Linked DNA regions of Mus musculus: all the other regions are linked to region 1. The links are chromatin contacts, called in public HiCAR-type, HiChIP or PLAC-seq and promoter capture Hi-C maps. All regions are on one chromosome and are shown on one strand. The core of a region is the stretch at or near the end of the contact, and the rest is flanking DNA. Distances in the headings are between cores, read along the strand shown.

Region 1 (6,054 bases), core at 1,719-4,218:
ACAGCCTGTAATCACAGTCCTAGGATATATGACACCCTCTTCTGGCCTCTGAAGGTACCACCTGTGTATGCAGTACACAAATATACACACAGAGAAAATTCTCATACACATAAAATAAGAGTAAATAAAATGGAGAGTTAAGACCACTGGAGGCTACAGGATGAGACTAGCCACAACCACAAGGAGCAGCACTGGGCACCAGCTGCTTAAAAATTGTATCTGACTAGCAATCCCAGCATTCAACACAATGAGCCCATATGCCTTACCTAAGACAAGCAAAGAGAGTGGCATCTAGACAGGACAAACTCAGCTAAAACCACTTATCACACAGCCTGAGTGACCTGGATATGGCCCAAGGAGGGCATCAGAGCAGAACAGAAAGAAGTATGTCCTTGGAGATCAATGGTCCTTTGTCTCTACCAAGTCTTAACTGAGTGGAGCAAGTGGTGGCTGTACCAGGCCCTGTCTCAATTTTTTTTTTTTTTGAGACAGGGTTTCTCTGTGTAGCCCTGGCTGTCCCAGAACTCACTCTGTAGACCAGGCTGGCCTTGAACTCAGAAATCCGCCTGCCTCTGCCTCCTGAGTGCTGGGATTAAAGGCGTGCACCACCACGCCCGGACCCTGTCTCAATTTTAAAAACAGATTTCAAATTCAAATGCTCATAGGGAACAACGGCAGCAGGCGGTAAATGGAGAGTGTGGGTCCTGCTTGCCTAACACGTCAATGAAACTCAAGAGGTCTTTTTTTTGTTTTTCGAGACAGGGTTTCTCTGTATAGCCACAACTGTCCTGGAACTCACTCTATAGACCAAGCTGGCCTCGAACTCAAGAAATGCACCTGCCTCTGCCTCCCAAGTGCTGGGATTAAAGGCATGTGCCACCACTGCCTGGCTTGAAGGGGTTTTCCTTAAAGATTTTCTTTTCTTTTTTTTTTTTTTTAAGATTTTATTTTCAATCATCCATGTGTCTGTCTGTGTGAGTTGATGCCAAGTTTGTAGGTACCTATAAAAAACAGAGGCAGTAAACCCTCTGGCGCTTGAGTTGCAGGCAATTATGAGCTGTCTGACATGGGTTCTGGGAATTGAACCCAGGTTCTCTGGAAAACAATACACATTTGTCATGGTTTGAATATGCTTGGCCCAGGGAGTGGCACTATTTGGAGGTGTGGCCTTGTTGGAATAGGTGGAATAGTCACTGTGGGTGTGGGCTTTAAGACCCTCACCCTAGCTGCCTGGAAGTCAGTTTTCCACTAGCAACCTACATGGTATGCATAATGCACTCAAGCACACACATGCCTACGATAAAATTTAAAAATCTGGGAGCTGGAGAGATGGCTCAGTTCCAGAGGACTTGGCTTTGATTCTCAGCAACACAATTGCATGGCTTCTTATCACTGTTAACTCCAGTCCCTGGGACCGGATACCTGCTTCTGGCCTTCAAGACCAACACACATACACACACACACACACTCTACACCAACATACCTGCAAGGCAAACCACCCACACATACATTTTTATTTTGTACACTGCTACCAAATGACCTATTTATCTTTCCCCTGCTCCTATACTTTTTAGGAAGTGTATGCCGACTCTCACCTGACCCACTGGCCTCAGACTAAATATTTGAGGATGACTTTAAATTAATTCCATTTTTCCGCTTATGATGGGTTATTAATCTGAAGTGTAGATTTGGACTCATCTGTACTGCTATATTCAATTTCTTAGTGTCTACCCAATCCTAGATTTAATTTTTGGATTATGTTATCAATAAAGGGATTTTAGGTTAACATTCCATGACAAAGTCTGGCTGTGCTGATTTATGTCTGAATCATAGCACTCAGAAGGCAGACAGATCTCTGTGAGTTTTAAGACCACCATGGTATACACAAGGAGTTAAAAGCCAGCTACAGCTATAGAGTGAGGATTTCAGGCTCCAATCAAGCTCCATTTTTTCGTATGTCCTGTCAGATCCATTTCGTCTGTATAGAAATCCATTTTCCTGCCCTCTGTGTTTTACCAAGTACCTTTGCTCAAATTATATAAATCTTCCACTAGCTTGAGCTTTGAGTGGCTTAGTTACCCAAAGCATGGACTTTTCCATCAACTTTTCCTTTTGAAACAGGGTCTGCCCAGCTGACCTGATATTTATTATACAATGCAGGATAGCCTCAAACTTTTGATCCTCCTACCTTCCCTTCCTAGTACTGGAATTAAAGTTCTGAAGCACCATAGCTGCCCTAATTTTGAATGAGGGCTGCCTTAATAGGCAAGCACTATACCACGGTTTTCTAACCGTGTCTTGCTATGCAGCTGGATTCTGTAATATACTCTTAGTCAGTCTGGCTTTCAGACGGCTTGTATTGCTACTGTTCAGGGGGTCGCTCTCCCTGAAAGAATCACTGAATTTCAATTTAGAATTGGGCACATTTGTTGGGATGCACATATGCTCAGAATAGTCATTCTGACGCTCATTAATATTTTAAAGCAGTTAAGATGGAGAGCAGCACCTTTAAAAACCCACCTGCCTTAAGTTACCTGTACTAGGTTTTTCCAGTCCTAGGGATTTTTTTTTTTCTCTTGCTCCCGAGACTCCGCCCACCGGTCACCCAGTGGCGGAAGAACCTCACGCTACGACGTGACACCTCACACCACCGCGGAGACTTTCTGACGTTACGCTGGCGGCGTGGGAGGGGCGGGTCCGCCGGCACTTCCCCTTCCCGGCTTTGGCCCCGCCCACCCTCGTTGTGAAGCAACCGCGGCCGCCAGCATTTAAGGTGGCTCAGAACCTAGAGGTGCGCTAAGCGCCTGCGCGGCTCCTTTTCCGCCCCAGGGGCTAGGCCGGTCGGAGCCACGGCTCGAGCCTCTCCTCTGTTCCGGAACTAACCGCCTGGCGGCGCTCCCCGCGCCCCTCCCCCGCCGGCGCTTCCGCCCGCGCTCCTCCCTCTCCTTCTCCAGCGACGCGCACGCGCGCCAGGCCGGCTCGCGCCCTCTCGCTGTCCACCGGCCCGCGAGATCCCCCCTCCCCTTCCGCCTCGCGGCGCTTCCTCGCGCCGCCGTCTTCTCGATCCACCCCTGACACCGCGGGGCTCCCCCCGCCCGCCAACGGCGGGTCCCCTGCTTGGCGATCTCTTTCGCTTCCCGCGCTCTCCAGCAGGGGCCCGGCCCCAGGCCCTCTTTCCCTTCCCTCTTATTTCTCTTCCGGACGCTGCCATCATGTTGAAGCCTCAGCCGCCACAACAGACCTCCCAACCCCAGCAGCCGCCCCCCACGCAACAGGCCGTGGCTCGCCGGTCTCCCGGCGGGACCAGCCCTCCCAACGGCGGCCTCCCGGGACCGCTGACCGCCACCGCGGCTCCCCCGGGGCCTCCCGCAGCGGTCTCTCCGTGCCTGGGGCCTGCAGCCGCTGCCGGCAGCGGACTTCGCCGCGGAGCCGAAAGCATCTTAGCGGCGTCAGCGCCGCCGCAGCATCAAGAAAGGCCAGGGGCAGTGGCTATCGGCAGCGTCAGGTGAGGACGGGGCTTCCTGGCTAGGGAGAGCCCGGGAGGCAGCGCCCCGGCTTGGAGCTGTTGAGGGGGCTCTTGGGGGCCCAGGACCCCGTGAAGGAGGGGGTGGACCCTCGTGCCAACAGGTCGGAGAGAAAGCTCTCCGGGAGGTCTCCAGGAGCCTGGGGGCAGCGCTCGGCTCTCTGGGCCTAGTCACCTCTTGGGGGTCTGGGCCCTGAGGGGAGGCGGGGCGCATCCCGCCAGCTCCGTCGGCAAAGGGTGTTGGGGGGGTTGAGGAGGTGATGGGGTCCCTAGCTCCATTACCACGAAGGATCTCGCGGTCCCCGGCTTCAGCCAATGGGGAGTCAGCTGCATGAAGGGGTCCCCGACTGTAGCCAATGGGGGGGGGGCGCGCGGCCCACAGTTTGGCCAATGGGGAGGGAGGGACTTGGGAGCGGATTGTTCCCTCCTCTTCCCGGTGTAGCCAGTGAGAGGGGGACGGGGTGGGCGGGGGCGCGGAAGCAGCGGCTACTGGGAAGACTGCGGGCTGGGAAGCTCCTGCGCGCGCGCTCCCCGGGCGTACGTGCGCGCGGATGCTGTCTTATGACTCGGGCATTGGCTTGCCCCGGTAACACGTAGAGCAGAGGCGGAGGAGGGAGGGGTTATTTGGAGGGTTTAGGGGCGTTTGGTGTCGGTGAGTGGGGAGTGGGTGCCCTCGGTTTTTCTCGGTGTGTCAATGCGATAGAAAGAGGCACTGGACGCAGGCGCAGTGGCTTCTGTTCTAGAGCGGGTGGTGGAGCGCGATGGGCTGTAGTGCGCAGGCGCAGACCGGGCGAGGCATCCCGGTGGATGGTTTTTGCGGCTGCGCGGTCCCCCAGCCCAGCCAACGGCCCCCTCCTCGCCCTCCTCAACTGCCGGTTACATCAGCCGTCGAGGAGCTGTGTTACCTGGCGTTTGGGGATCCCTTCAGAGTGGGTAACAGGCTGAATGAAAATAATGAGGGCGAAAGGGTGGGGTGTGGAGAATATACTTCTCCTGGGATTTGGAATCCAAGGCTCCTGAAAGCTTTTTTTCCTTTGGGAGGTAATGTGTCTAAGCTCAGAGGTGCTGCGTTTGGGATGCCCGGGCTTTCGCCTTCACAGCTGAAGTGTGCTGTTGGTTTAATACTATAGCAGTGGTTTATCGGAAGAGTGAAGGACTGTCCCTTAGAGGAAGTCAGGTTGTATTGCACTGACTGTTAGGAACATTTGACAGCTATTGTTTATTGAATATTTTGTTGACTTTTTTAAAATCTTGAATTCGGAGAAAATGTTTTAGCAGTTAATGCCTACTTTCTTCTTTAATGTGAGAACTTGAAAAGTCTTGCTTGTTAATCAGTCTATAGCCTAAATCAGCAAGTTGACCTGGTACATTGGTCTAGGGTTCACTACTAATTAAAACTATTTCTCTCTTTCTTTTTTAATAGGGGACAGACCACCGGAAAGGGACCCCCACAGTCACCCGTGAGTGCCTTCTTTTCCTCCTGTAAAGACACTCGGAAGACAGACAGTGTGGGACAATCTGAGAAGAGAGTATTCACCTGCTGCCCTTTACTTTTTTCTCGTGTGACAGGTGTTTGAAGGTGTCTATAACAATTCCAGGATGCTGCATTTCCTGACAGCTGTAGTGGTAAGTAACAGCTTTAACCTGGGTGTCTGAGGAATATGCTGTTTCAGTTTCTTAAAATGACTAAATGGTTCACCTTGCTAGGGTTCTACTTGTGACGTAAAGGTGAAAAATGGCACCACTTACGAGGGCATTTTCAAGACTCTGAGCTCAAAGGTCAGTGTACTCAAATTAGGAATTTCTGAAGCTGTGAAGGAGAGTGAGATTGAGAGTGTGTGTTGGGTGACAGCGGGCAGTTTTGAGGCTTTTGCTAAGTTCTCTGGTTGACATTGGGAAATACAGAGTGACATGGGCATTTGACGTTGAAAGACTAGAAAGCTTTAAGAGCGAATCCATCTTCTCCCTCTGATACTGACCCTGCCATGTTGGACTGGGGCTTTTGTAGTTTGAACTGGCAGTTGACGCGGTGCATCGGAAAGCATCTGAGCCAGCAGGTGGGCCTCGCCGGGAAGACATTGTGGACACCATGGTGTTTAAACCAAGCGACGTTCTGCTTGTCCACTTCCGAAATGTTGACTTCAATTATGCTACTAAAGGTATCGCTCTGAACTGTTGTGTCAAGAAGCTGACGAGAGCTAGCCCGCAGGTTGAACACGTTGACTTGATTTACTTTTCAGTAGAGGTGACTTGAGTTCTTGAGCACATAGCTTGATGCCTGATAGAGTCGAGTGAATGTGTCTAGCGGTGTAGGTACTCCTTTTTTCATGTTTTCAAGTTTAGCTTTTAGATTAGATTGGGGCTTTGTTTTTCTGTTGAGGAAGGAAGGGTCTTTGTATATATGGCTAGCCTCCTTAGACTGGCAGAGATCAAATTGCCTCTGCTTCTGAGTGCTCGCATTACCAGCATTCACCACCCCATCTAGATAGACCTGTTTCAATAGTTCTCCCTGCTCCCATAAACTAAATCTG
Region 2 (6,054 bases), core at 1,975-4,474, 1.4 Mb before region 1:
GAAAAGTAGTTCTGGGCAACTAGACCCTATTTCGAATAGAAATGGAGTTCCTTGGTATGGGGTTCCAGATAGGATCAAGTATTATTTCGGAGCTAGACCTTAGAGAGACCAGAAACCAGGATTCCTAAGGGCGAGATATGCAGTGCTTTGTGATGGGTCTTTAGGGAAGAGAACCAGATGGAAGTGTGACAGACTCATTTGGCCTTGGCTCCAACTCTGCAGGTCACCTCAGCACCTCCCCTCCTGTGCCAGACTGAGGAAGGTCCCTGGGTTCTCGTGGGCATGGCTGTTCGAGGAAACCGGGAGCTGTTTGCAGCCATTGGCCCTGAAGCTACATGGATATCGCAAACCGTGGGAGAAGCCCATTTTCTTCATCTCGGTGGCTCCTCCTACTGGTCTCCTGAAGGCAGTGACCTCTGCCCCCAAGACTTAGCAGGGTCTGCTAGCTCCCCTAAGGTCACTGCTCTGCTTCTGCTCCTCCTCCTGGCTCCACTGATCCCTCGCTGAGAGCCCGGCTCCTATTCACACCACCCATCAGGGCTGGAATGTGGCTCAACCGGCCAGCTCCCGGGCCTGAAGAGGGCCTCTTCCACCTCTACTGCATCAGCTTTCAGATAATTGGACCTCAGTGCTGGCTACTTTAAATCTAAGAATCCTTGGGGGTGGAGGAGGAACAGACAATAAAAATGTAAATACAGACACGTGGCTTTGTGGCATCTCTTACGCTACAGAGGCGCTGAACACCTCAGAGCTAAGGGGAAAGCCCCAAGGATAGGGCTCTACCCTCTTGGTGACTCAGGCCTTGGGATCCCAGGAAATGTATCCCCTATAACGTGGCAGCTGTTCCCTCATTCCTGCCTCTGGGCGGGGGAGGTTAGGTGGACAGCTGGTTGTGTGTCACCTCTCCATTGGAATTAGTGTCCCCAGCACCTGGAGCATACCACAGCCCCGGCTCTGACTGTCCAAGACTAGGAGGCCTTGGGATGTGAAAGCTAGCCCCAAATATATACCCTAATGTATAATGTACACACACACACAAACACAAGAACCTCTGCACCCTTTAAGAGACTCCCTCCTGCACGTCCTAACCAGTGTCCCCAGGATCAGGGCCACCTCCATGCAAGTCCCTCCTCTGCCCCTACACTCACCAGTTAATCCATATTACTTGCTAACTGGCAAAGCGTGACAACTGGAACCTGAAATACTAAGTTCACCAAGCACTCCCTGTGGCATCTAAGCACACCAGGGCTAGGGATCAAGAAACGGTTAGAGGAGGAAAGAGGTTTGAGCACACAAAGACAGCAAATACTGAGCTGAAGAACACGTGGGAGTCTTTCTCAATGGGTAAACAAAGGGTAGAGTTGGGGGTGGGGTCCAGTGTATTATACAAGCAAAGATGTGGGAAGGGAGACCTAGAGTAAGCTGGTAGGTGGCGCGGGGAAACTGAGAAGGGGAGATGTGGTTAAAGGCTTTCTTTTCTTTCTCTGTTGGGTACCACAGTGAATATTCTCCAAGACTCAAGGAAGTGAGTACAGCCACCTGCTCTCTATGCCCCACACTGAATCTGCCCCTTCCTTTCCCTAAACGCACCGCACGTGACTCCCAGAGTCTTGCCCCTCCCTCCCTCTGATTCACCCCCTCCAGGAATTCTCCGACCCAGGGCTGGGCTGGAATCCAGCTGCAGACAGCAGAGGAAGTAAGGGTCAGTTTTTCCTCAGCTTAAACCTAACCCATATCCATACCCACAGACGGCCGGCACACGGGCTGCCTTTCTGTGAACTCCTGTGCCCTGTTACTCATGTGTACACACACATGCATGCACCAGCACAAGCAAACTCTGAGGCTGCTGCTCTCCAGCCTGTCTTGAGGCAGGGTTTCATGAACCTGGACCTTGCTGGTTCGCCTAGACTGGCTGGGCAGCAAAGCCCCAGGGTCTGCTGACTCCCACCCAGGACTGTCCTGGGGTTGCAGCTGTGAACCGCCACACTCACACTTTACAGAAAGCCAGGGATCGGAACCTGGGTTTTTATGGGCCTGCACGTGGGAATTGCTTTACCACCGAGCCTTCCCTAGGCCTTTCCCTGAACTCCTACCCTACCTACTTCACAACACCCCGGCTTTGTCTTTATTTATTTATTTATTTATTCTTTTTTTTTTCCAAGACAGGGTTTCTCGGTATAGCCCTGGCTGTCCTGGAACTCACTTTGTAGACCAGGCTGGCCTCGAACTCAGAAATCCCCCTGCCTCTGCCTCCTGAGTGCTGCTGGGATTAAAGGAGTGTGCCACCACATCCGGCTTTTTTTTTTTTTTTTTTTAGAGATTTTTCTCTATGTAGCCTTGGCTATCCTAGAATTTGCTATGTAGACCAGTCTAGCCTCAAACTCACAGACATCTGCCTGCCTGTGCCTCCGTGGGACAAAGCACAACTGGCTTTAAAGACACGTGCCACCACACCTGGCCTAACTTTGCCAGTGTTGTTTGGTTGGCATCTTTCCATGCCCTCTGAGGATTTGGTTCCCAGCGTTGTTCTTCCACGAGCCCTGCAGCTACTGTGCAGTTGAGAGTCCCACTAATTGGGTCTATATCACAGCTCCTAATTTGAAATGATTAATCAATAATTGCCTTTTGTTACTTGATTCGAGTCTGACATCCCCACTTCATCATCATCTTAAGGAGGTCATAGATGGTACAGTCTGCCACTTGTGCCGGGTGCACAGATAGGTACTTAGCAAATACTTACCGGATGATTGTCAATAGCCAGCCGTGCTCAACACCTGCAGGAAGGTGTTTCTACAGAGGGCCTGCCACGAATGGCTTTGGCCTGGGGCATTCCCCCATGCTAGTTTTAGATACCTGGCCTGAGGAGGGATGGGAAGGGCTGAGCAGCGGCTGTGGCCCTACCTTAATAAGGTCTAGACCAGGCCAGGTTGTCGGGGAAGAGGGGACTAGGAGTGGGGGGAGGGGGGGTGATAACTGAGTGACCAATAAGACCTGGGGTACTTGGCTGGCCCTTAGGGTTCCCAGTCCTGCCTGGGACTGCTTTCTGACTGTCCAGGATCAGTTTTCCTGTATCAAAAGCACCCACTGCGAAAGGATCCAGGAAAGGACCACAGAGGCCAGAAGCAGGAAAAAAAAAAGCCTGCTTTCCGAGGAGGAGGAGGAGGGCGTGGCTGAGGGAGGAGCCCACAGGTGGTTGGCTCCTGAAGTGCCTGGAGAGGTCTCTGTTGACCAAATTGTAAGGCAGAACAGGTCCACGCTGGTCACTGCAGAGAGACTAAAGGTGTGTCCCGTCTTCCCCCTGGCCATTTTCTGCCGAGAAGCCTGCTTCACCTTCCCAGCCTAGATCCTGGGATTCCTCACTCTGATCCCACACCTAGATCCTGCCTTCAAAACCAGCCTTCTGGTTCTTCCCTTTCTACCTAGGGGCTCCTTCGGGGGGCCCTTGTCCTAGGCCATGGCCCTAAGGGTGGGCCTGGGACTTGGGCAGCTGGAAGCTGTGACCATTCTGCTCCTTCTCGGATTGCTCCAGTCGGGAATCCGTAAGTATGGATCCGCGGGAGGGAGGGTTGGAGAAGGAGCCCCGGTGAGAGCAGGCTGGTCCCCGTGTAGACTGAATTCGCGAATCTCCGTGTTCCTACCGTCTTCCCCTCTTCTCTTGTTAGTCCCCCAAACAAGGAATCACCCTATGGGGAAGCGGTTGGCGTGAAGGGCTCTGGGGACTCAGGCCTCCCTGCCAACTCCTCTCTCTTTCTTTCCCTCCAGGAGCTGACGGGACTGAAGGTGAGGCTTTCTGCGGGAGTTGGGGGAGTGAGGGCACAGCGGCTCGGTGTCCCCTGGCGGGTTGTAGGAACACTTGTCGCCTAGCTGGGCTTGCACTTAGCCACACTAAGTGTCCCAACAGCTCTGAGTGTATGGAATCTTGGCTCTTGTTTTATGAGGAAACTGAGGTAAAGAGATGCAGTGAGCTGTCCGCGGGCATAATCGAAGCCTGACTCTCAGTGTGGGTAGGGGAGGTGGCTCTGAGAAGATCAGCTCCAGTGTAGACTGGTTTCCGGTCTGAGCATAACTATCTAGTAGCCTTGTCTCCTTATCTTTCAAAGCTCCAGTTTCTTTGCCTTGAAAAGCTGTTCAGTTCTGTTCTTCTAGGGCTGTGAGGAAGACCGGGAGATTGGGAAGTGAAAGCCCCTTGGAGCCTAGATGCGCCTCAGCTGCAGTCTGAGTAGTAGCCATTGTCAGGATTGTGAGGGAATGAAGGAAGAATCTAGCTAGGTGTTTTCTCTGCCTACTGCTAGCTTGGGGGGTGGGGGGAGCGGCTCAGGTCCCCAACCTGAGGAATCCAATTTCCTTGCAATGTTCAATCACACCCCTAGTTCTCCTGTGCTCAGCAGATGGGGAGAGGGTGGAAACAGGTGTGTCTCTAGGTAACGCTCAGGTTGGTGCAGTTGGAACAGTCATAGGCATGAGAACAGGTGTCAGCCAGCCTGGACTCTGTGGAGAGGGCCCTGGAAGCTGAGAGCGACACCTGTGACCTAGCCGGCTGATCCAAACATGCCATGGAGGGGCTGTGCCCGGATGGCTCTCTAGCCTAGTGGAGAAAGGCTGGAAAGGCATTCAGAATAGAGTGACTGGTCTTAAAGGTCCAGTGGTAAGGAGTGAGTGGCCCAGTGGCTGTGACAGGAAGCGGGGCTGTGTGATAGTCAGAGGATAGTGGCATATGTACCTGCAATTTATTTTTTTTTAATTCTTTAAAATTAAGTGCCGGGCAGTGGTGGCGCATGCCTTTAATCCCAGCACTCGGGAGGCAGAGGCAGGCGGATTTCTGAGTTTGAGGCCACTTGGCCTACAAAGTGAGTTCCAGGACAGCCAGGGCTACACAGAGAAACCCTGTCTGGGGAAAAAAAATTAAGTGTTTTGCCCTGTGTGTCACATGAATGCCTGATGCCTCTGGAAGTCAGAAGAAGGTATCAGATCTCCACCCATTAGAGTTAGGGGCAGTTGTAAGCTGTCATGTGGAGAGGTTGCAAGAGGCCTTAGCTCTCCTGTCCTTGGGATGTATCTTAAGGTCAATATGGAGCCATGGAAGAGTTCTGCAAGGCTGACGTGGCCAGACTCGTGGTTTGTGTACTCAGACTTAAGGGGCAGACTGGGTAGAAAGCAAGGCTTAAGAGGAAGGGGCTGCTGTGACACTTGAATAAGGCCTCCTGGGGCACTGAACTCACAGCTGCCCAGCCCAGGGTTGGGGAGGGAGCCGAGTATGAGTGCACTTCCCAGGCTCTGAAAGAGTCTCAGGGTGGCAGGGCTAAGTTCTGCTGTGGGGGCCATAGAAGGGCCTGACCTTCCCTCCCTTCCCCCTTCCCCTGGGCAGCCTCCTGTGGTGCCGTCATCCAGCCACGCATCACCGGTGGTGGCAGTGCAAAGCCCGGTCAGTGGCCCTGGCAGGTCAGCATCACCTACGATGGCAACCATGTTTGTGGCGGGTCGCTCGTGTCAAATAAATGGGTGGTGTCTGCTGCTCACTGCTTCCCCAGGTACCAACTCAGTGGAGGGGCAGAGCGGGAGTCAAACGTGGGTTGGAAACAGGGTTTGGGTGACAAGGGCCTGAAATCTCAGTACTTGGGAGGTAGAGGCAGGACCAGGAGTTCAAAGTCATCCATAGCTACTACATCGTAAATTTAAGGCCAGCCTGGAATACATTAGACTCCGTCTCAAAAGAAACAAGTATGTCATGGGTCAGTCCAGATCATAGGCTGGACTAGTTCCTGGTGTGGGCTTGGGAGTATCAGTGTTCTTAGGCCACACAAAGAGGTCATGCTTTTGATCCTAGCACTTGGTAGGCAGAGGCAGGTTGAGCTCTGTGAGTTCAAGCCCAGCCTGATTGGTATAGAGAGTTCCAGGCCAAGATACATAGTGAGATCCTGTTTCAAAAAGAAGGAGAAAAGAAGCAGCCAATCTGAGGTAGAAGCGAAGGGTGAGGGGCCCTTGAGGTCTGAGGGAGGACAACATAAAGAACCGGGTCAGGGACAGAAGAGGTCCCTCAGCTCCTACTCTTTGCCT
Region 3 (6,054 bases), core at 2,169-4,668, 1.4 Mb before region 1:
CCCACTGGATCATGTTGTTCTTTCTTGACAGGGCTGGGTGAACCTTCAGTCCCTGGATCTGTACTTCGGCGTGTAGCCTTGCAATGTACCCGCACATGGTTGCGCAGAGCCATAAGGTTGGGGTATTTTCGAGGACAAAGTGAACACTGGTACTCTCCTGTCCGGTGGCTGTGGCGGTGGTTCACCAGGCTCCCTCTGTGGCGGTAAGCCCGACCACACTCATTACACTTATAGGGACGATGGTCCAGGCTGGCAGTGGGGACCTCGTCCACTTTTGGAGTATTCTCGGCTGACGTAAGAGCAGTTGAGGACACTGATGACTGACCACCTTCCCCAGCTCCTTGCCGGGGTCTATGATGAGCACGAATATGGTTTTTCAGAGCAGCTGCATTGAATAGCTGCTTGGAACAAATGGAACAGGGGTAGATACCTGTTTGGTGGCTTTTTCGATGGTTGATGAGACTACCTGCATGACGGTAGGTACGGCCACAGTCTCCACAACAGAAAGGTCGATATTCCTCTGAGCCGCCATCTTCTAGCTGTCCAGAAGAGCTGAGCTCCCCAGAACCATTCAACATCCCTGTTTTAGATAGCTGACCCCAACTCCTCTCATCTGCGTGTCCATTTGTGGTAGGCATCTCTTTGTCTTCCCATGGTTGTTCCTGCTTTAGCCCCTCATGGGACTGCTGATGTTCCAGCAGATCCCTGGGGAGCCGAAAGGCACGGGGGCAGTGAGGACAGTGGTAAGGCCGATACTGGGCATGGAGTCTCGAGTGGTTCTTCAGGGCCATGAGGTTAGAGAACTCCTTGAAACAGATGGAACAAGGGTAGATGCCCAGAGTGTGACTCTGGCGGTGGTTGGTGAGGCTCCCGGCATGCTTATAGGTCTTCCCGCACTCACTGCACCTGTACTTTCGCTCCCCCTCAGTAGGAAGAGGCTCAGTGGGCTCCTGGGCCTCTGTGAAGTTCACTACTGATTCAGCCAAATACTGTTCCAAATTGCTAAGAAGGTTGCTCGCTGGAGTGGGGAGTGGTGATGCTCCTTCGGAACTGACGGCGGGCACCCAGTCCGCCGTACCTCCTTTAGAATCTGGCTGCATTTCTAAGCCTTGTCTTTGTTTGGTAGGTGGATCTTCCCACGTCCCTGACGCTGCCCTGGGGTCAGCTCCAGATTCCCAGTCATGTGTCTCTCGTACCAACTTCGTCTGATTTTCCCAGCCTTCCCCAGATCCAAGCCTCTGACCCCAGGAGTCAGTAGCCATGGTCTCACTCCCAAGGTGTGGAGCGGTTTCCATGGCATGTGGAGGCCCGTGCCTTCGGTGGCTCTCAGGAGCATGAGTCCTCATATGGCTCTGGAGGGCCAAGCGATTAGAAAAATCCTTGCCACAGGTGGTACAGGGGAAAAAAAGAGTCTCATGGTTCCTCTGATGGTTGGCCAAGTTCTCCGGGTGACTGCCATAGGGGTGAGGGATGCCATCGGCTTCCTCCCCGTCCTGCTTAGCAGATGAATGGCGCAGTTCTCGATGCCGTGCCAGTTCTGGGAGGTTAGGAAAGTGGCGCTGACAGTCAGAGCAACTGAATGAGAGGGGCATGTCCTCCATGAGGCAAAGCGGTAGAAAACCCCTGGAGGCTCAGGAGGGACAGACAGGTGGCAGCAGCATTCTCTCTGCAGAAGGGCTGAGGCCTAGAAAGGGGGGACAGTAGTCAGAAGGAAGGATCGAGTCAGTTTTGTTTCTTGGTTACTAAAGCAAGTCGCAAAGAGGTTCCCCAAACATCCATGCCAAGGGACCCGCTCTCTCTTAGGTCTGGAGGTTCAGAAAGCCTCGCTATGCACAAACTCCTAGAAATGTTCCCCCAGGTTTAAGTCATCTCTAGAGCCTGAGAGAAATAAGGAAAATAAAATCTGGAGCCTAGACAGACTGATTTTGTTTTTTAGGTTATATATAATGGATCTTATTGATCTTCAGACTGTGCACTCTATCATTCTGACAACCTAACAAAAATCTATGAGGTGTGTGTTTGTTTTTGTAACAACGAACCAGAACTATTTGCTTTTGAGATATGGTCTCAGCTCACTGTAAAGTTCAAGCTGCTCTGGGATTCCCTCAGTCGCCCAAACTAGTTTCACACTTATGAATTTTCCTACCTCAGACTCCTGAGAGTTGAGATTGAAGGAGACAGCCACGACTGTTGGGCAGGCCTTACACAGACGTGCAACCTTTCTTTCTTCACTCTTCAGCTAAACCGAGTGGTCTGAAAAGAATGGCAGAGCAGCTGCTTTCTTCAGTGGTCACCTATGTGTTGTAGAAGGTAGAGGCCCTCTTAGGGACGAACCTGGCTTCAGTGGTCACCTATGTGTTGTAGAAGGTAGAGGCCCTCTTAGGGATGAACCTGGCCTTTTCAGCATCACACTGTTTCCCTGTTAGGCGTTAGTTTTACTTCCTTTAAGTACATTTAATCCCATTCCATTTCAGGTTGAAAGTTCATTTTATTCTCTGCCTTTTCTATCCCCTACCTACCTTACCTTGCTGTCTCCAACACTTTTCATTCCCTCTTCTACTTTTTCTCTAAATTATGATAGCAACTCAGGCTGGACAGTACCATGGGCCAAGCACTGCTGTTACACAAGTGTATTTGGGGTGGGTGGGTGGCATTTCAGACAGGGTCTTACTATGTAGCCCTCGCTTCCCAAACTGGGACTAGAATCATGCGACACTATGATAAGCTTGTAAGTACATTTACACCACTAAATCCAAAGCCGTGTTACCTCGTTTTTTTACATAAACTCACTTCAAGAGGCAACCTTCATTCCAAAACCAGCAGCAGCTATTCATTTCTGCCACATCATCTGGCCTTTCTCCGGGGCTGACTAGTCTCCTGGGACCCTAGCACAACTATTTCTAATCTCACCAGCTGAGCCTGGTCCCAGAATTCTCACTTCTCAAAACTCCTTCACTCGAGTCCCCTTTTCCTAACCAACCACCATCACATTCCTGTAGAGTCACTCGTCTTTTCTGCCAATTTCTTCTCTAGATCCCTACCTCGCACCAGGAGTGCCTTCTGGTTCCCGCCGCCGGCGCGTCCGTTGGAGGTCGTGAACGGGAGCGCGCCTGCGCACTGGGACCCTTACCCTAACTGCAGCCGCGAGCCATAAGTGGTGGCTGGTGCGAGAGTTCTCGAGCCCATACACACGCACACTCAGCCAGGGTACCCGGGAGTGGTAGCTGAGGGAAAGGTGCGGGAGAGAGGAGGAGGTAGAGGGAGCAGGGACAGCTGGTATGAACCCAGAGTCTAGCCCAGTTCCGCGGACACTTCCTATTGTTACCAGGAACCAGGAAGTGTCCTAGATGCTAATGCTTCCCCGCGAAACTTCCGCCTGGGAACACTTCCTGTCCCTCCCGCGGGCAGTGTTTCCGCACGGACACGCTTCCGGCGCTAGGTTCCGGGTGGGCCCGACTGTTTGTTTTCTTTTTGTTGTTTTGAGACTGGGTCTAACTCTGCAGCCCGGGCCGGCCTCGAGCTCGGAGCAATCCTCCTGCCTCAATTTCCAGAATGCTGGAGCTCCCAGGCAGCGTGAGCCCCCACGCTCCGCTGCGGGCGCAGCTCTGGCTCCGCCCACGCAGGTCGGCGCGGCGTTCGGATGGATTTAAGCCACACTTCCGTCCAGAGCTGCTGAAACCCTTCGCGTGCTTATTCGGGCAGTACGGTCACAGGAAAGACCCTGCAGCCCCGGCTACGGCGCTTTGGTGACACTTTTCACGAGGTTCCATAAAAGCTTCTTCCCAGGGCTGGCGTGGAGGGATCCTCGCTGAGTCCTTTCCTCGCTGTTAGAGGAAATGTGGACTCGACGTGGACGCGGGCACCACAAAGCCCGAGCGCCCTCTCCGCATCGTCCCACCTCCTAGCTCCTGCAGACGCTTCCGGCGACTTGGCGGGTGTCCGCCGTCAATCAGCCCGGCGTGCCAGCCCCTCAGCACCCAGAAACCCTTCGCAAGATACTTCTCTGCTTCCGCAGGCTCGGGGCTGCTTCCCTAAGTTTTTCCTTCCTCCCGAGCAAGGAAGGCGGCCTTCCACTTCCGCCGTCTGCCCGGCGGCCCCTCCCCGCCCTCCCTCCGGGTCCTAGCGCCTGCCCCTCTCCGACTGTCCCGAGCTCCGTCGGCGCCAGGCACCGCCGCCAAAGCTGCGGAGCCTGCGAAAACCGATCCAGGTAGGACACGCCGGCGGGAAGTCGCGGGGGCTCGGGCAGCGGCCCCCGACGCGGTTTGGGGTGCTCCCGGCTTCACGTGTGCTGCCGAGCGGACGGAGTTGACCAGGCGCGAGCATCCCGGGCGGGGCGAGCCGTGAGCGGCCTCGGGCGGGCTGCGGGCCCAGCAGGTCCTAGAACCCGCCCGGTGCCCGCCGGTCAGTGCTTTGGATGCCCAGGCTCAGCGGACGCGACTGCCGGCCCTGCTCGGCGCGGACCCGGGGGTCCTAGAGTCCGCCATGTTCCGGGCTTTTGTCTGAGTGGCGAGGGCCTCGTCGCCGAGTCCTTGGCGGCTGCGCCCCCCCTCCCAGTCCGAGGTTCTGCCCGCCCCTCCCGCGGTCCTAAAGAACGCCATTTTGCAGGTCTTTGTCCTGCTCTGAATCCTCCGTCCATTCATTTCTTCATGCCTTCCTTCTTCATTCATTCTGCCCTGTTCCGCTCGCCGAAGCTACGTTATCCTAGGGTTTAGTCCCAAATGAGTCAGCATACAGCCCCGCTCTGCGGGGGCTGCCTGTCTGGCGAGGACACCCGCACAAACACGGTTGCAGAGAGCGAGGAGCGCTGGGTTTCTGCAGGTCTTGTCCCTCCTCAGAGAGTCTGGTAGGCCCTACTGCCCTGCAAACTCCCGTATGCTGTTCCACTATTCCACTGAAGAAATTGAGTCCCCGAGCGCGATGCATCCCTCATCTTACAGCTCGTTATTATTTTTGTGGGGAATGGAGTATTGGAAGCATGCAAGTATCTTCCCATGGGAGAAGGAAAAGGAGGGACAAAGGGAATTGCATATGGAGGTGGTAAAGTTTGTGAATTGTTGATGGAGCTTTGGTTGCTGACCAGAGTGGACGCTGCTACAGAATCTGAGGGTGGAAAAATGGGATCATGTGAGCTGACTGGTTGTTAGGCCTAGGATATCATTAAACATTCACCACAACACAGTTTCATCAAAAGGCTCAAGGTTTGGGAGGCTTATATGTTGACCTATTTGAGGATTATATCTAGATGCCTCTTTTTTTTTTTTTTTTTTTTTTTTTTTTTTTTTTACCACACCTGCGCTGCTCCCTCAAACCCAGCTTTGGGGACACTGAGTCTCATTAACGTGTGAGAAATTAAAATGTCATCTCTCTTACTGGGTTTCATCACAACAGTAAACAAATTGGAGTACTAGGGTGATACTTGAACCATGTGACCTTGTAAAAAACGGGGCATTTAAGTTAATAAATAGTTGGTGACTGACTCTCACAAACTCCTACAGTGGAAGAGGCAGAGGCTATAGACCTGGGTGTGAATTCCACCAGAAGTTTGCTCTCAGTCACCAAACAGTTTTGGAGTAACAGGTGCGTAGAACAAAGTTCCCTGGACCCGATTGCTGGAGGTGAAAAATTAAGAACCAAATAATAACATATGCTAGTGCTACAATAGTCAAGGGGACAGATGGCAGAAATGTCCATATCTGACTACTTGGCTTCAAATACCAGCTAAGTCTGTGGTAATTGCCTGGCTTTTCTGTGTTATCTCTTATATCTCGTGTGTTTTTGTAGCACATGTGTGGAGGTCAGAGAACAACTTACTGGAATTGGTTCTGTCTTTCCATCATGTGGGTCCTGAGGATACAACTCAGCCTCGACAGAAAACGCCTTTACCTACTGGGGCATCTTGGGTTCTTGTTCTTGCCCCAAGAACAGGAACCTAACCTTCCGGCCTGAAGCTCTCCCCTTAGGGCTTTATTGAACCTTAATTACTGCTGAAAAGACCTTGTTAGCAAACACAGTCTTGGTGCGGCTAGAGCTTCAACATAAGAATTTTAGAAGACA
Region 4 (6,054 bases), core at 2,651-5,150, 1.1 Mb before region 1:
CACATCGAGCTTCTACATTCTTTCTTCCATACAGAATAGAGCCTTGGACCATTATGCTTACCACATCAGACTCACATCAGGACAAGTACGATGACCTCAAACCCTAGCCTATCACTGCTTCACAATGTCCTGAGGCATGTGGGTACCAAGCGACAAAGTACCACACAGAGCCCACAGAAACTCAGGTAGGTGACTTGAGTTGGATCCAGGATCTGTCCTTCCCCATTTAAGCCCTGAACAAGGCTTTTCACAAGATCCCAGAATTTGCCCTTTGCAGGAAGTGGTAAGAAACCATCTAAGTCTCCATCCAAATCCCAAATCTCCCCTATAACTCTGAGTGTAAGAAAAGCCCAATAAATGTATATATAGTGGATTCAGGGCCTCATGCGTGCTGGGAAGCATTCTACCATTAAGCTATATTCCCAACCTCTAGTCATTCCTCATTGTTAATAAACTTCATTGGGAATCTTCTAATTTCAGGAAGTACAAAGGCTCAAGTCATGTAGATCGGACTAAATGCTGCCCCCACCGATCCTGTCTGCTCCCCGCCCTCCTCAGGCATCCCAGACACCTTTTACTTTAAGGGTGCTTACTCTTGAGTAATTAAGCCTTTCTAATAAGATTCTACATCATTTCAAAGGGGAATGCAAGTCTTAAGACTCAATCTTTTTTCTGCTGACAGACTGCAGTGCTGTGTTCTCTGCGATCTCCTTAAAGGTCAGCCTTGGGCTGGGAGAATGGCTTGGGGGTGGTGGCTGCTGAGCATGGGTTAACAGACAAAATATAGGACTGGGCTACAGCTCAATGGTAGGGTGCTTGATTAGCATGTAAATCTCTGAGCTTAAACCCAGTCCTCAACAGAGGCAAGTGTGTAACACTCAGAAGGCTGAGACAGACGATTTTGAGTACCAGGCCAACCTCGGTTGCACAGAGAGACTCTGTCTCAAAAATACTAGATATTAATAAAAATAAATAAGTGGGCTTACCCAGGGCCCCATCCTTAGCCCTGAACATTTTCCTTCAGTATCTTCTGTACCTCTGCGACTTCAACCTCTAAGCCCAGATATTTCCCTTGTCAGATCCTGTTTTCCTGGACATCTTTCCTTATGGATCATAAAGACATTTTAAATCTATCATGATGACTGTATTTTCTCCCACAACTAACTTCTCTCTGTATTTCCTTTTTTTTTTTTTCCCTTCAGACACACCAGAAGAGGGCATTGTATTGAATCCCATTACAGATGGTTGTGAGCACCATGTGGTTGCCGGGATTTGAACTCAGGACCTCTGGAAGAGCAGTCAGTGCTCTTACCGGCTGAGCCATCTCACCAGCCCCAAATGCTTTCTCTTTTAAGCTGCCTTGGCCATGGTGTTTCTCACAGCAATGGAGCAGATACTGAGGCACAGTGAGTCCCCTGCTGACCTGTGCTGAATTCTAGAGGCTTTAAATATCTACGTGCAATTGTCACTGTACACTGTCTTTGAGCCTTAATTTCTCACCAGAATCCTGGTTCTAAACTGCTTTCATGACATCTCCATGTGGTATCTAAATGTGCCTGGCCAAATCTAATGCCACACGCCTGCCTTTCTCAGGCCTCAGAAGCAGCTCCTGGCAACCTTCTAAAAGGGCATTCTTTCACTTTTCTTACTAGCTCACAGATGGCATCTCCCCACCGTCCTCTGTAGCTCTTCTAAGTGATCAGGAAATGGTGACATGACCCAGGAGCCTCAGCCCCGTCCCTTCTCTACACTGTCCCTGCTTAGTGCCCCTTTCTAAATGTTGACTCCTCCACATTTATGGTTGTTATCCAGACTCAAACCCACTTGAGAGCATTATCCATCCACGGGGTATCTCAAACTTAGTATTTCCAAAATAAAACTCCTGACTAGTTCACTCCATTCCCCAATCTAATCCTTCCTCAAGTCTTCATTTCAGTAAATGGTATTCAGGTGCTCAAATAAAGACCTTAAAAGTCCCCCTGTTTTCCCCTTCCTTATGACCGATATCCCCTCTCCTCTGAAGCCATCACTTGCACCTGCTTGCTTCTCTCCAGCTCTGCAATCGCCACGAGTCCAGGCGTCACCATCACCAGCCCTTCCCTATCTCTACATAAAGGCCAGAAAGAGCTTTTTAAATTTCTAAGTGTTTTAAGTGCCACCACAAGTGTCCTAACACAATTCCCCAACTCACACCAAATGCACAGCAGACTAGAAGGTGGGCTCTGCTTTTACCCTCGTTAACCCAAGCGCAGAGAGTAAGCGCCCTGCTCACAAGCACGCTCCACGTCATGGTACCGCTCTGAAAGCGTCCGCATCATGGCCTAAAGCCCCATTTTCCTCACTTCCTTTCTTGTCTTTCCCCACTCTGTCTATGGTCTAGCCACTGCCTTGAGCCCTGCACTAACTGCCCCCTCTAAATGAGAAGACACCCCCCCCCCCCAGCCTATTCTCACACTTTATGTCTCAGCTCAAGTCCTCGGAGCTGAGAATGTGGCTCTGTAGTAAAGCACTGTCTCTTAGGATGGGGCCCTGAGTTTAATCCCCAGCACCATGAACAACCAAACACCCCTCCCCCAACCCTCCTGTCATTTTCTTAGAAGTCTCCTAAAGCCCCTCCTCTGTGGAGACCCCGTTGATTGAATCCTACTGCCTACTTATTTTTTCCCCTAACGCTCCTTTCGACCTTTATCTTTTTTTCATTATGTAAAGATAGAAACATTTCCAAGACAGAAACTTCCTCAGGGTTCCTGTTCTGTCACTCCCTCACCCGGTGTTCTTGGTGCTTAACACAACATAACCAATACACTATGCTTCTGAAACTAAACCATAAAGCATCTGTGGTGGCGATCACAGTAGCAATCCCTGCTCCCCTCCCCGACAGGGTTTCTCTGTGTAGTCCTGGCTGTCCTTGAACTTCCTCTGTAAACCAGGCTGGTGTCAACTCAACAGAGATTCACCTGCCTCTGCTGGGATCAAAAGCATTCACCACCACCGCCCAGCTCCAAGCATCTTTTCTACAGACCCCTACTTCTCGAACTAGATACCTTTGAAATGCTCACGTGATGGGTATTTTCTACCTTCCCGTTGTCTGGACCACAAACAATTGTTGACAATATAGATGAATAGAGGAAAAAATGCGGGTTAACTCGGAATACTAGCCAAGTCACTAACTGTTTTCCACTGTCCACTTCCTAACTATCCAGTCTTCAGAAGGAAGCCTTATTTCCTGGCTGGGAGCTGACTACACTGGGCCGGTGTATGCTTCAGCTGTGAAGGCTCACCTGCCAATGATGTCCTTAGGGTCGTACTTCTGGTAAAACTCTTTGGCCGCAGCCCAGTCAGGGAGTTCATCCTCCGGCCCCACGTCCAACGTCATTCTGAGGGATGTGGGGGCCTGGGAGGAGGAAACGGAGGGCAGTGAGGGCAAGGAGGCCCACAGGTTCTGAGAGGATGCACATCGTGGCTCCCGGGGGCGCAGCACCTGCGGCTGGGGCGCCAGGGTCCTGGGGGTTGGGGGTGGGGTAGGGGAAGGATCAGGACCGGGGAGACCACAACGAAGGGCCTAGGGGGGAGGGAGGGAAGCAGGGCAGGGAAGAGGATAGGGAAGGGCGGGAGGGGGGAAAGGTGGCTCGGAAGAAGGGGGAAATGGCACAAGTGCGGGCGGCTGTTACCGCGCAAGCGCACTTGGCGTCCACTGGGAGGGGCGCGGGGGTCTCGAGCAGGATGACCCGTGCGAGCGGGGAGGGGGAAGGGAGGGTGGGGGGAGGGGGGTGAGGAGGGAACAGTCTAACCTGCGCAAAGACCCTCAGCTGCTTGGTTTATGTTTGTTCCTTTGCTTTAACCTGTAAGGCTCCCACAGCGACCTAAGGCACCGCCCCCATCATTGCAGCCAATGGCCCCTGCTGTTTGAGAACTAGGGATTAGAAACCCTCCGATTGGAAAATGGCAGTCCAATAGGAAGACGGGATTCCAGGGCGGACAAGGCCGTTGGCGCTAGAAGTCCCCAAAAGGTCTCCACCATGAGGAGGAGCCTGAAAAACAGCCAATCAACATGTAGCACTTGCTTTTCTCTCCTGGTGCTGCTGGTCTGTAAAGAGACACGGAAGTTAGGTTACCGGAAATGTGATGTCTCCGCACTACCTCACCGTGCCCTCGGACAAGGCCCTTTTAGTTTCCTTCTGGAATCCTCATTTATTATAGTAAGAGCCTGTTCCAAAATTCCTTTTTTTGTGGAAACCTGCGTGTAGACAAGTGTGGTCATGCACGCTTAATCCCAGCACTAGGAGGCGAGGCAGGCAGATGGATCTCTTGAGATGGAGGCCAGCATGGTCTACAAAGTGAGTTCCAGGACCGGCAGGGCTGTTTATACAGAGAAACTGTTTTGAGAAACACAACAAAACAAAATGCATATGCAGCTTGGCCGTTTGGTCCTGACTAGAGCTTTCAGGATAGTGTCCATCATCCTGGGGTCACAGACTCCTACCGTCTTGCTCCCAGACCCTCCTGCATTAAGTACACAAGGTTGTTAAGGTCCTGCCTAGAGTAATTCCAAAGCCAGACATATCCTAAAACCAAGGTTCTGGAGTAACAGCAAAGAAAAAAGCAAATCCTCAAGGTTACAGTCCAGCAAAAGAGAAATGATAATTTTTGTTTTTTTAGACGGTGTCTCACTATGTAGCCCTTGTTAGTCAGGGATTCGTTGTGTATCCCAGGCTGGGGTGGAACTCCAAAGATCAGTCAGTTTGAGTGCTGGGATTTAAGGCTCAGGACGCCTAGATTACAGCATGATTTTCTAACAGCTTTTTCTATAAGGAAACCAAGTAATTTAGTGTTTTTGCTTTCTGTCACTGTAGAGCCTTTCCTCATCAAGCTTAACTTTAACAACTTGCAAAAATAGTTTTGAACTTTCCTAAGTAGGTTTGTTGTTGGTACACAGGGGATAATTATTCTGAAATTAGTCAAAATAATGTATTCATATAATTAGGAACCGAAGAGTCTTCCTATGAGAATATGAAATCTGGAACTAGAGGAAGAACTACAGGTAAAATTTGGGCAATGGTGAAAAACAGATTAAAAAATAATTTTATATTTTCCAGTATTGATTTCTAAAAGGACCCCCAAAACAGAAGCTAGTATAAAGTCTAAATGCTGATTTCTCTTGGTTGCAAACAAAGGAACCAGGGATCTTTGGGAAATGACCAAGGACAACAATAATGTGTCAGGAATCACAACCTGAGCCTCCCGATATTCCATTTAACTCACAGACTTTAAGTAGGTGGGGTTTACTGCATGTTCATTATACTTGACTAGAACATATTTTAAAGATGACAGCAGGACTTGGGATAGAGCTTAGCTATTGAATGCTTGCCCAGCAGGAACAAGGCCAAGCAGAACTCCAAGCGCTGAAAAGAGAGAGAGAGAGAGAGAGAGAGAGAGAGAGAGAGAGAGAGATGGGTATAAAAATTGAGAAAGTATATAAATTATTCACCTGATGAATAAAGGAGAAACAGTGATTTTCGGTGATGCAGCTGCTTTTGAGTCACTATGCTCCTATATAAAACCAAATAAACTCAGTGGTTAGTGACTTTCTTTGGCCTTCAGTATGCCCTATCTGGGATGAATAAGTGTTTGTTCACATCTTTCCAGTAAAGTCAAACAAAGCAATTGGCATATGAACAGGAACCCACAAACCCAACAGTTAGCTGGGAGATGCGGTTCCATGTCCCTACTATGGGGACGAGACATACTTCTGAAATGGTCTCAGTATAGCATCTGCAGGGGCAAGGGCTATCCGGATGATTACTGTGCCCCAGTGTGGTAGGAAATATTGTGCCACCTTGCTGTCCAGGCAGATGCATGTTTCCTGCAATGAATAAGAAGTGCAATCAAAGCTCAGAATTCTGAAAGAACAGCATTTTTGAGAGAGAAAACTTCAGAGTGATCCAGCTGTCATCTCATTTGTTGTAGGGTAGCATGTCTCCTTGCTGAATGGGGTCTGCCACAAGTATGGGGACACTCCAAAATGGCTGATGGGCTAGAAAATATTACACCCCT

Evidence for each region. HiCAR-type assays count read pairs that join an accessible place to other places. HiChIP or PLAC-seq counts read pairs in DNA pulled down with a chosen protein or histone mark. Capture Hi-C pulls out chosen DNA fragments and counts their contacts.
Region 2: a contact with region 1 is called in an H3K4me3 HiChIP or PLAC-seq map of forebrain, with 5 times the contacts expected there. The contact joins the promoter of Prss8 here to the promoter of Atxn2l in region 1. A contact is called at or near these places in 3 of 39 promoter capture datasets (liver, neutrophils and pre-B cells), 2 of 115 datasets of contacts at active chromatin or transcription factors (forebrain and microglia) and 1 of 9 other capture datasets (liver).
Region 3: a contact with region 1 is called in a promoter capture Hi-C map of liver, with 5 times the contacts expected there. The contact joins the promoter of Zfp668 here to the promoter of Atxn2l in region 1. A contact is called at or near these places in 4 of 39 promoter capture datasets (the C10 cell line, liver and pre-B cells), 2 of 484 Hi-C or Micro-C datasets (B cells and CD4 T cells), 1 of 115 datasets of contacts at active chromatin or transcription factors (astrocytes) and 3 of 9 other capture datasets (adipose tissue, liver and macrophages).
Region 4: a HiCAR-type map of astrocytes shows a contact between it and region 1, with 4 times the contacts expected there. The contact joins the promoter of Phkg2 here to the promoter of Atxn2l in region 1. A contact is called at or near these places in 5 of 39 promoter capture datasets (the C10 cell line, cranial neural crest, liver and 2 more), 2 of 115 datasets of contacts at active chromatin or transcription factors (astrocytes and embryonic forebrain) and 3 of 9 other capture datasets (adipose tissue, liver and pancreatic islet).

The regions. Positions count from the first base shown.
Region 1 is chr7:126,500,351-126,506,404 of GRCm38.p6, reverse strand. Atxn2l (ataxin 2-like) reads left to right here and starts at 2,968. Exons shown (of 22, transcript NM_001361487.1): 1 at 2,968-3,505; 2 at 4,947-4,983; 3 at 5,093-5,149; 4 at 5,231-5,302; 5 at 5,532-5,682. The coding sequence starts at 3,213. It overlaps 4930456A14Rik (a long non-coding RNA gene), which reads right to left and starts at 3,971. Exons shown (of 3, transcript XR_869939.3): 1 at 3,806-3,971.
Region 2 is chr7:127,927,283-127,933,336 of GRCm38.p6, reverse strand. Prss8 (protease, serine 8 (prostasin)) reads left to right here and starts at 3,224. Exons shown (of 6, transcript NM_133351.3): 1 at 3,224-3,539; 2 at 3,763-3,780; 3 at 5,366-5,528. The coding sequence starts at 3,455. Prss36 (protease, serine 36) reads left to right here. Exons shown (of 15, transcript NM_001319147.1): 15 at 223-699. The coding sequence ends at 507.
Region 3 is chr7:127,874,200-127,880,253 of GRCm38.p6, reverse strand. It overlaps Zfp668 (zinc finger protein 668), which reads left to right and starts at 3,418. Exons shown (of 3, transcript NM_146259.4): 1 at 3,418-4,207. Zfp646 (zinc finger protein 646) reads right to left here and starts at 2,553. Exons shown (of 3, transcript NM_172749.4): 1 at 2,147-2,553; 2 at 1-1,684. The coding sequence starts at 1,601.
Region 4 is chr7:127,571,194-127,577,247 of GRCm38.p6, reverse strand. It overlaps Phkg2 (phosphorylase kinase, gamma 2 (testis)), which reads right to left and starts at 3,900. Exons shown (of 10, transcript NM_026888.3): 1 at 3,792-3,900; 2 at 3,282-3,394. The coding sequence starts at 3,376.